Linked DNA regions of Bombyx mori: region 1 is linked to region 2. A link is a contact called in public Hi-C data. All regions are on one chromosome and are shown on one strand. Each heading gives the region's core, a stretch centred on a gene start, on an enhancer-like site or on the middle of the called end of the contact. The rest is flanking DNA. Distances are from core to core; before and after follow the strand shown.

Region 1 (5,290 bases), core at 2,524-5,023, 190 kb before region 2:
GTCGGTGCTAATGGTCCTTGCAGAATATTTGGAGAAGTCAAGTCCTGGAAAAATTATGTTTAGTTGTCAAATCGATAATGAATGACGATTCACTGTTTTAAATTCACACAAAACTCTAATTGTGCATTTAAATCAACAATAGTCATAAATATAGTTATAATAAATAAAACCACAGCTGTGGTGTTAAGTAGTTATTAGAATCCATAGACATATATGACTCTAACTCTATCTACCTTGGTACAAGAGGCTGAACTCTCTATGATATTGTATTATATAATGGCTGTCTCTTCCTCTAAACAGCAAAGTATAGCTACGGTAGCTAGCGGTAGGCAGCGGCTTGGCTCTGCCCCTGGCATTGCTGAAGTCCATGGGCGACGGTAACCACTCACCGTCAGGTGGGCCGTATGCTCGTCTGCCTACAAGGGCAATAAAAATAAAAAAATAAAAAAAACGATGAACATAAAAAGACAAGGTGAATAAATTTGATGGGGCCAGATTAGTGCAGTAACACTTAAAGTTTAATTTAATAAAAAATATGCAAAAGAAGTCATTGTGGCCCAAAAAGATGAGAACCCCCCATGCATTCGTATCGAGTGATGCAATTATGCTGGTGTTTAATTCATTCAATGCCAGTGACGAAATAACATTGTGTAGTGAAAATCAAATCTGTAAAACTTATAATTGGTGTAATTCATGGTGGTAGGGAGTTACTGGTGGTAGGACCTCTTGTGAGTCCGCGCGGGTGGGTACCACCACCCTGCCTATTTCTGCCGTGAAGCAGTAATGCGTTTCGGTTTGAAGGGTGGGGCAGCCGTTGTAACTATACTTGAGACCTTAGAACTTGTATCTCAAGGTGGGTGGCGCATTTACGTTGTGGATGTCTATGGGCTCCAGTAACCACTTAACACCAGGTGGGCTGTGAGCTCGTCCACCCATGTAAGCAATAAAAAAAAATATATATATATATGAGCCCGCACAGGTAGGTTGGTACCACCCATTTCTGCCATGAAACAGTAAGGAGTTTCTGTTTGAAGGGTAGAGCAATTGTTGCAGTGTAACCCCGGTCACCGAGGACGTGAATTAATTCACAGGCACAGCCCACTGAGTTTCTCGCTGGATCTTCTCAGTGGGTGGCATTTCCGATCCGGTAGGAAAAAGAAAAAAAAAAGCAGTGTAAGAGCACTTTAGAACCACTTTACATCGGGTAGGTTTGTCCAACCATCTAAGCAAAAAAAACTCACTTGCAACAGTTGAGATGGCATAAAAGCACCAAAGTTGGACTGTCCATCACCACAGCCTAGATGCAACCCAGCCAAATCTGAAAGTGTTCCTCCTACATTTTCTTCTGTTTCTGTATTTACTAGATTTGTATCTACCAGATTTACAGAAGCGATCCCTTCTTTGTTGTCAAGTGTTGATGATTTTTCATTGGAAAGTTGCTTATCTAAGTTCACGTTTTTCGGTTTCTCGTCTTTATATTCATCCTGAAATTATAACAAATATTCTGTATTGTTTGGTTGTAAACTGCAGATGGTTAAATAGTTGTAAAGGCAGTTCTGGGGATTTTTCACATTATTGAATTTATCACATTATATATAAATATTATATTTATTTTATTTTATTGTACAATATTCTTAGTAGAAACATTACTTACTATTGAGAATTAAGTTTATGTATAAAGTTAGTTGTAGGATATGTCTCACAGCTATTTTTCAAAAATATTTATTTAAGATATTTAATCACTAATACAATTATGTCACTCATTATACAAAAATATTATGTGATCAATTTTATGATTATCGCATATTTAGAATTGAAGTGGCTTTACCAAAAATTTAAAGAAAATTAGAATTATTATTCAAATAACTTATAAACATGTGTTCTATCAGTTTATAAAATTAAAAAGTTGATTTTGCTTTCTTGAAATGAGAATTTTCCAAAGCAATTTTACCTCTGTCATTATTCAATTTAAAAGCCTCCATTAGTGTGTTAGGCATCTTAAATTGCATCATAGTGACCAAACGATGGAACCGATTGTTTCACAGTTGAGACAATAACAATAGCATATTTGAGGGATATTATTTTTTAAATAAGAATAAAAATGCAGTAGCAGGTACAAGTACAGCTAGAAGATAAAGTTATGGAATTTTATATTAAAAATCAAATGAACAATAATCAGATTTTTATCAGCTTATGTATCTCTTTTTGGAAATAAACTATTATTACTTACTCCCAAGTATCACGTCAAATCTCATATATCTATGCAATCTGATAAATAAGGCTAACTTATAAAACTATAGATCTACAATGGAAATTTCAATAGTACAAATATCGCAAAGTATGCTATTCACCTGGAAAAACAGCATCTGATCTTTATCTTGGGGCACCACCTCCTTAGTCTCGCTCTCTCCCAAACTTTGTGAAAGTTCTTTTAGTATGCAGAATTCATACTGTGGATTATTATTCATAGAATCTGCTGTTGCTTCTAAAGTTTGAGATACTTTAGTAACAAATGTTACAAATGAAGCTTGGTAATTTGATAACACATGTGAAAACATGTTGCATCGTGCTGCTGCTAACAGATCAATCTGTAAAGATTCATAATATATACTCAAAGACAAACTCAGTGCTGGAACTTCACAAAGTTATAAAAAATTTGAAAGAAAATAATTTTAAGCTTAATTTTGTTTAAGTAATAAAAATGCTGCAACAAAACTATTCATTACAATAATTTACATAGAAAAGAAAATTATTTAGTAGTAAATTTGATTATTAATTTACCTTTTGCAGTACATCAAGTGTCAATTTATCAAATATTTTTTTACTCTCACGTACTTGACGTTGTGCCTTTCGGAAATTATCGAGGCCACGACCTGTATCAGGGTCTAGCTGAGCACTTGTCGATTTCATCCAACTCAATGCTGCACGATACTCTAATCTCGCCTTCTCCATGGCAGACACAGTAGCTCGCATATCACTCACAGCTCGACCTCGAAATGTTTCCACTTCATGATAAAGCCTTAGCAATGGCGATCTAATTGATAGCCGCTGCTGCCCACAGTATGATATCGCTTTTCCAGCGGAAATCATGTGTTTCCCTGACGCGTCAGCGTTTTTTCCAGAATCTCGGAGAAATTTCCCCAAAGCATTTTCTTCTTGAGCCAGAATACATATTCGCTCTTGGTATTGGTCTAATACGCGTTGTAATTGCAAACAGCTGTCAGATATTGATCGGAATAACTCTAATTTCGCGTCCAGTTCGGCGTCGGAAGAAACGATACATTCGTCTTCTTTAGTTCCCAGCTTTTTCAGAACAGTCTTTTTAGTAACCCAATATTGATGCTGCATCATCTTCACTGTACTGATACTTTGATTTGTTTCTGTCGTATTATCACAAATTAAAAGTTTTTGAAATTGCCGAAAATAAAATATTATCAATAATTTTCATATCATTTGTATTTGCAATGACAGGAACCATAGATAATGCACTTAACAGAAACTGACAATGACACTTTCATGTTCCAATCCAATGCACATAAAAATAAATGTTTAATTTACAACGATAAAAAGCAAAACAAAGCTATATTTATATTATATTTCATTATATGATACACAACAGTAGCAATGGTGTTTGGTAATTGTTTATTTCAATACCAAACAAAAAAAAACATCTAAAAGGCTGAGTGGATCTTGAACATTCTGGAATGAATGAAAGTTTTTGTTATTTATAACCGATATATCTTGAGAAGGAGTGCTCTGAGGAATTTTTTGAGATGATATCATCGTCTCGTTTTTAACAATCGCACCGCCCGCCACTAGAGTAGATTTCGTCTATACTTGGTACTATTATTATAGCCACTGCGTTAATTCACTATCAGATGGACCGTATGCTCGTCTGCCTGCACGGGCAATAAAATAATATATTTTACACCTAAAATATATGTCGACAAACTACTTGCACACTAGAATAATTATTAGACATTTGTTTGCAAGCCAGTTTTAACATTGGCATTATATATAAACAAAAAAAAAACAAAAAGATTAGATCGGATTTGTCATAGTCAATTTATGGTTCAATTTACATCCAGTTTAATAATTACATTGAATTATGAATTTTCTTTGAAATCTCTATAGTATTATAGCTTTTTCAAATGCTAACCTTTGCTCTGGTTAAATTAAAAATGGTAAGCCAAGTGAAAAATTGTCTATGATATGATATTTACAACCGGAATGTGGAATGGCTGCCGCGTTTCGTGTCCGTCAATCTAATGTTTATCAAACTATTTCGAAAATAATATGTGTTATTTTTTTAGATGAGAACCACTGTTCCGCCACAAAAGTGTGATAATAATTAAAATGTACTGTGCTAGTGATAAAAATGTTCCCGGGGTATCGTCTTCGCAATCTTCGAAAAACGTCAAAGATGGTAAGTTTGTCGTTGATCAAATTTGTTTTTTTTTACAGGTTATAATTATCGGTATATTTAAGTTTGTTTATATTATTATTTAAAATTGCTGCTATTATGTGTTTAATATTGCAAGAGGATCTTATAAAGGTAATCTGCTTCGACTAGGCTTAAAAAAGTTTTGAAAGTGAAGAGAAACTTTCGAATAAGTGATATGAATTGAGAATAGAATTCGAAACTTTTTAACAAACGAAGGTGCCTAAACTAGAATCCTACTGTTGATTAATTGTTACAGCAAGCTTAGGCATAATATGAAGAAAAAATATAGTTAAATAGTTTTGAATATATTTTTATCAGTTATTGTTTGGGAACTGTATGTACAGAAATGACGGATGGACTTAAAACAAACTTTCGGCCCTATGAATACGGTTCAATTCGTTGTTTTTCATTTTTATGATATACGACCTCATGTTTTTGTTATCGAATTAGTTTGGTTTGATCAATATAAAATTTAATATCTTTTAAATATGTTATGAAATAAATTAGTGATTGATATTTTTTTCAAATGTAGTGTAGGTAAGTCATTAAAAGTTCACAAAAAGAGTACAATACGAAAATTTGCTTAAAATTTATATTAGTGATTTTTGGTATTTTCTTCGCGAGTTATAGACACAAAACTACTTTTACGGTTAGTAATTTATATTTTGTTGATTAAAATGTCAACATTTAATCTCACTACGCACAAACAAATGTTCATGATTGATTTCCACGGTGAAGAAATAACATCGTGCAATGAAAATCATGCCCGCAAAAATTCTAATTTGCGTAATTACTGATGGTAGGGCGGTTTGTGACCCCCTCGGGCAGGTACCACCACCCTGCCTA
Region 2 (5,233 bases), core at 220-2,719:
TGTAGTGGTAAGTGACATGGTCACTACACAAGGGGGTCGCGGGTTCGAACCCCGCCAAGGGAAGATATTTGTATGATAAATATAAATGTTTGATGTGTCCCCCGTCGGACGGATTCCTTTTGTTTGTTTTAAGTTTATTTTATACAAAAGTTTAGTCTTTTATTTATCCATCGAGGCACTACAAAGTCTGCCGGGTCAGCTAGTACTATCTATAAGGATTATTACATTAATTGAAACTCAAAATGATAGTTCATGTTAAATATTATTGTGGACCTCCACATGTCACCGACGCCAATTTTTTACTTTGGTTCTTTCTTCATCAATGGCAATCAATATAAGGCTGTATAATAAGGTGTTAAGGTTTGTTTATTTGTTTGTGAGTTTGTGGTAATCTCTGAAACTATGAAATCAATTCTGTAAACCATTTTACTTCCCTTACTTTGAGTGACAATATTATGAGATTTTGGTAAAAATAAGTATGTGGTTTGAAACATCATAATTTAAAGTCAAATCAATATTTAAAAGTAGCTGTTAGAAACTAGTATCCTGTAGAATAACTTTCTGTTCAGTTTACATATGAAAGTACACAACCAAGACTTTACAAGAAACCGAATGTGAAACTAAAAAAATAAAAATGACTTTTGTCTATTTAGTATTTAGAAATTATAAACATTAAGATAATCATGAAAGCTTTTATAAGTAGCAAAATCATCTAGAAAATAATCCCGCATTGCTGGTTTAAGGAAAACAATAGCTTATGCTGCATCTTAAATTAAGTGATTTGCGAATTTCATTTTCATTGTAATTGTAAAAATGTTAATTTACATAAAATAATGTAGATTAAATAGTGTAGTACAAAGTAAATAATCTATCAAACGTCAACTTTAATGTAAAAATTACAGTTAATATACTTAATATTGTTTGGGAAGCTTTCATACTAATATTATAAGAACAAAAATTTCTGTACATCACTGTGTACACTAATGTATATCACTACCATGTATTAATAGGTTTATGAAGGAATGAAATTTTACCTATTGTAATAGTTGCCTCTAGTCTAATGTTCGGATCCAGTGATTCTTCAGACATCAATTGTAGCAGCCTTGGAACTACCCCTTGACTGATCACTGAACTCTTCTGTCTGTTGCTCCCTATTACCGAGTTCTTCAGCGTTACCAAAGCTTCCATTACCTTCACCGCATCCGAAGAATACAACTCGTCGATATACGAGCGGGAGCTTTCGATATCCTATTTGAAATCTTTTTAGGTTATAAAATATCATAAGAGATTTTAAAAGTCTTAATTAACTCAAAGAATCCTGTACTACGTACCATGAATACTGTAAACTGTTGCATGTTTTAATCAAAATATACGCAGTAATGTTGGTAAAAATAAACGTTCGAAATTCAGATCGACAACCGAGGCCGAACTACATGTCAAGATTGTCAAGTGTTAACTGACAGTGACAGTTCTAGACCATAGATTATACACTTCTAGACCGCGTTAAAATTTAATATCTTTAATATTAAAAAAATTTAAAAATTACATAGACCAAGCTTCTCTACAACATTTTTTTTTGCTAGTACTGGTTAGTTGACTATGAGCTTTGACAAAATCCTACAAAATGTTCATTTAAAGCTACCTTACCCCAAATTTTCACCTGTCGTATTCAGCAAAGTTGTAAATAGTAAAAAAAAAGTCCCAAGTTTGTTTTTCTCTATACCGAACTAGAGGTATTACAATTATTTCGTTTCGTTTGTATTTTTAAAACAATCGATACAGTCGTGCTCAATAAAACACAACATATCTACATATACTTTGCGAATGTTACAATAAAAAAAAAAAGGAAACAAATACTGTATTTAAATGTAGACCAGATACTTATTAACTCCATGATTTAAATTTTAAGCAAACTTTCCTCCACAGTAGGCCGAAATTAATTCGGAATTCTGGATCATATAACTGATATCTCGTTTCAATTCTGCTAGAAAACGTTCCGAGAGGGCATTCTTTTCCATTAAAGTAAGTAAGATTACTCTTCGATCGTATTAAAAAAAATTGCAGAAAAGTGGCATAGAGTATTGTAACTCATGTGTCTACCTAAACTTTTTGACATGTGTTAGGCACTGAAGTATAATAAAAAAGTCTATCTTAATAAGTAAATATTGGCAGTTGACATCTAAACGCTGACAATTTGACATTCATAAAATCATACAATCCATTTCAGGGATTTTACAAAAACAATTCGTGCTGGTCGTGATATTTATTTACTATTTTTGAAACAAAATATGAAATTTTGGTTAAAGTACAATGTACATTAATTAACCTGATAACGTAAAAGTGTGATGATCTAGTATATTTCATTAAGAAACTGCATAATGACAGACTCTGGAGTCGACACTGGAAATGAGAGCAGCGATAATCCTGTGTTTGATCATTCGAAATGTGTTTTGGAATTTAATCTTCCAGCAATTCCTATAACCCAATCTGGTCAGCCAATGCCAGTAGAGTTTTTAGATGAGCCACATGATCATGTCGGAAAAATTAAATGCTCCACAAAAGCAAGACACTGCCGTCTTAAGCATAGATACGGTGGAACAGTTTGCGCATCCAGGAATCACAAGTTGCGGTTCGCGGCTTCCACGAATAACACAGAACTCGTTGAACGATTATTAAAAGCTGGAGCGGATCCTAATTGTTCAGATGAGCACAAAAGAAGCCCATTGCATTTAGCAGCTTGCCGTGGCTATGTCGATGTAGTGAGAATACTTCTGCGTCACGGTGCTAACCCTAACAATAAAGACACACTTGGAAACACACCTCTTCATTTGGCTGCATGTACTAATCACATAACAGTTGTCATTGAACTATTAGATGCTGGAACTGATGTCAGTTCACATGACAGAAATGGCCGCAATCCCATACAATTAGCACAAAGTAAATTAAAGATAATACAAATGCGTCCCAGTGGTGTGGGGCATTTTGAAGTGACTCGTCAATTGATTAGTGAAATTTGCCAAGTTGTAGAAATGATGCTGAAATATATGAAAATGCAGAAGGCTGATGCAGGTGAGCTGGAATCTTTGCGACTGAGGTTGGAGCAAGTGAGTACACGGGAACAAGTTGACTCAGAAGTACAAAATCTACTCGACAGCCTGGACTCACTGAAACTTAGATAAATATATTGTGAAAGACTATTGAACAAGTACTACATAGATAATAAGCTCATAGTTTTTGTATTTAGTACTAAGTGGAGGTGTATTAAAATGTTCAATTACTATTGCCTTTTCTATTGCAAATCTTTTACTACTATAACCTTTAATTTAACAATACCACTTTTAGCAAATTATTTAAAATTCATTCTTTTGTACCTTATTTTTTATTTAAATAAGTTCTTTCATTCCATTTGTGTGAAATTCAATGCTGTAATTCGATGTCACTCTAAACTAAATTTATATTTTAGATTAATATTATTGTTGGTGGAGGTTCCACAAATTCTAATAAGTTTAAATGTAAAATGAAATAAACTCAATTTGAGAACAAAATCTTTCAATAATAACATAACCAGAGGAATTGCAATAATAATAATTTATTAACATCATTCATAAAATTGAAATTCAAATAACAATAATTGTTACATACTTATTAAAAAGTTTTATTTCTCTTTTTGCACTTATTAACGATTGTAGAGAATCACTACCTAATTACCAGCACACAGTTTAATGAATTGTGTAATAATTATTAAACACATTAAACATATAGCTTCATTTCTTTGACTTCCATTACATAAGTATATTTTAAGTTACATTGGCATTTATGTATGTAATTACCAATCTCAAAGTCTGATAATTCTTGATGCCCTACATCAAACTTAGTATGGTTTTCAGAAAATTTATATTAGATGCTATTATGCATAATTGAGTTTGTGATTTGTCAATATCAATGCCCCTGACCAGCACCAGGTGTGGTTACAACATTTAAGTCTCAATGCAATGCCAATGCTCTTGCAATGGTGTCCTGGTAAGATCACAATTGCTGCTAGCATTTGAGTCATTTTGTACCAACCATTGCAGGCTCTCGGCAGGTATTGTTTGTACATTTTTATATTAAAAATTATCTAAATTAGCCAATAAAATGTTAACTTTCATTTCGATGCCTCCCATGAACACTACGCTAACTCCAAATTCGTAGGTTTACAGGAGGAGCGTTTAAACGAAAAAAGTTCATAAAATCTTTATTATTGCAGATATATTTATGGTTTTTTCTTGTGTCACTAGCTGATTTACTCTTGCTTCGAACCCCATCAATAATTATTTGTAATACTTTTAAAATAGTGAAGCGATTTGCGTGAAAAACGGTAAATTTCAAAATTTTGAGTTAGAGTAGTGTTCATTGGAGGCATCGATTTAATTTCAACAATTACTCAGAAATGCTGGTAATTAAAGTACAAAATAATTTCATCAAAAAATATTAAAAAAATCTTAAAACCCTACACCAACAAGCAACAATGGAATGTGCGCATTAAATACTGTTTGTTACATGTCATGATTAGCTGTAACTGTGCTATTAGAATGAAAAATAGTTTTCTACCAATTTTGAGGCTCACTTTCCATCAGTATGATGATTTGAGCTAGCTACTCTAACAGTAGCATCTCAAACTATCGAGGATAGATATTTGTTTAGTACAGTCAGTCATGGAAGGGAGACCTGTCATTATAAATTGTATTGTAGTGTTAATCAACTGGTGGTTGGGAAGGAAATTCAGGTAAGCCTCACAAATTAAAGTCTGCTGCACATGAGCTTAAAAAATATATGATCTCTTGTTTTAATGATATCCAATTAGAGCTATGCGAAAAATAATTATATCTGATTAGTTGTTTATAAAAACATCTCTCTGTTTTAGTGGATAGCAGACTTAACATATTATTGCAAATATATTATAAAACAAAATCAACTAGAGCAAGTATTACACAATAGTTTTACAAAATCATTATATAATAAATATATTCGATAAGTAATAAGTATTGCAAGAAGTAGATATCAATTCCGTAAATTATATAACATACTAACAAAAACATATCACATCAATTAGGCCAATATGGGATCCAACATTAAATCAGCAAGCCAACGTCGGCACTATGGCAGAATTATTATCACAGAATTTTTTTAAATTAAAAACTTAGGTTAATATTAATTAATACTGCTTAATACATAAAAAAATTAATTAAGTTAC

What was found. Hi-C and Micro-C count contacts between places; a contact is called where the count stands out from the background.
Region 1: a Hi-C map of posterior silk gland shows a contact between it and region 2, with 2.3 times the contacts expected there. The contact joins the promoter of LOC101741365 here to the promoter of LOC101742313 in region 2. A contact is called at or near these places in 2 of 7 Hi-C or Micro-C datasets (middle silk gland and posterior silk gland).

What each region holds. Positions count from the first base shown.
Region 1 is chr11:9,301,286-9,306,575 of ASM3026992v2, reverse strand. It overlaps LOC101741365 (islet cell autoantigen 1), which reads right to left and starts at 3,773. Exons shown (of 4, transcript XM_004931533.5): 1 at 2,782-3,773; 2 at 2,352-2,588; 3 at 1,242-1,484; 4 at 1-44. The coding sequence starts at 3,351. It overlaps LOC101741505 (cyclin-dependent kinase 14), which reads left to right and starts at 4,205. Exons shown (of 11, transcript XM_038013646.2): 1 at 4,205-4,426. The coding sequence starts at 4,357.
Region 2 is chr11:9,112,367-9,117,599 of ASM3026992v2, reverse strand. It overlaps LOC101742313 (armadillo repeat-containing protein 8), which reads right to left and starts at 1,469. Exons shown (of 14, transcript XM_012695003.4): 1 at 1,332-1,469; 2 at 1,035-1,248. The coding sequence starts at 1,355. It overlaps LOC101741646 (ankyrin repeat domain-containing protein 54), which reads left to right and starts at 2,139. Exons shown (of 1, transcript XM_004931535.4): 1 at 2,139-3,545. The coding sequence starts at 2,379. The coding sequence ends at 3,179. It overlaps LOC101742466 (sphingosine kinase 1), which reads right to left. Exons shown (of 3, transcript XM_004931618.5): 3 at 3,574-5,233.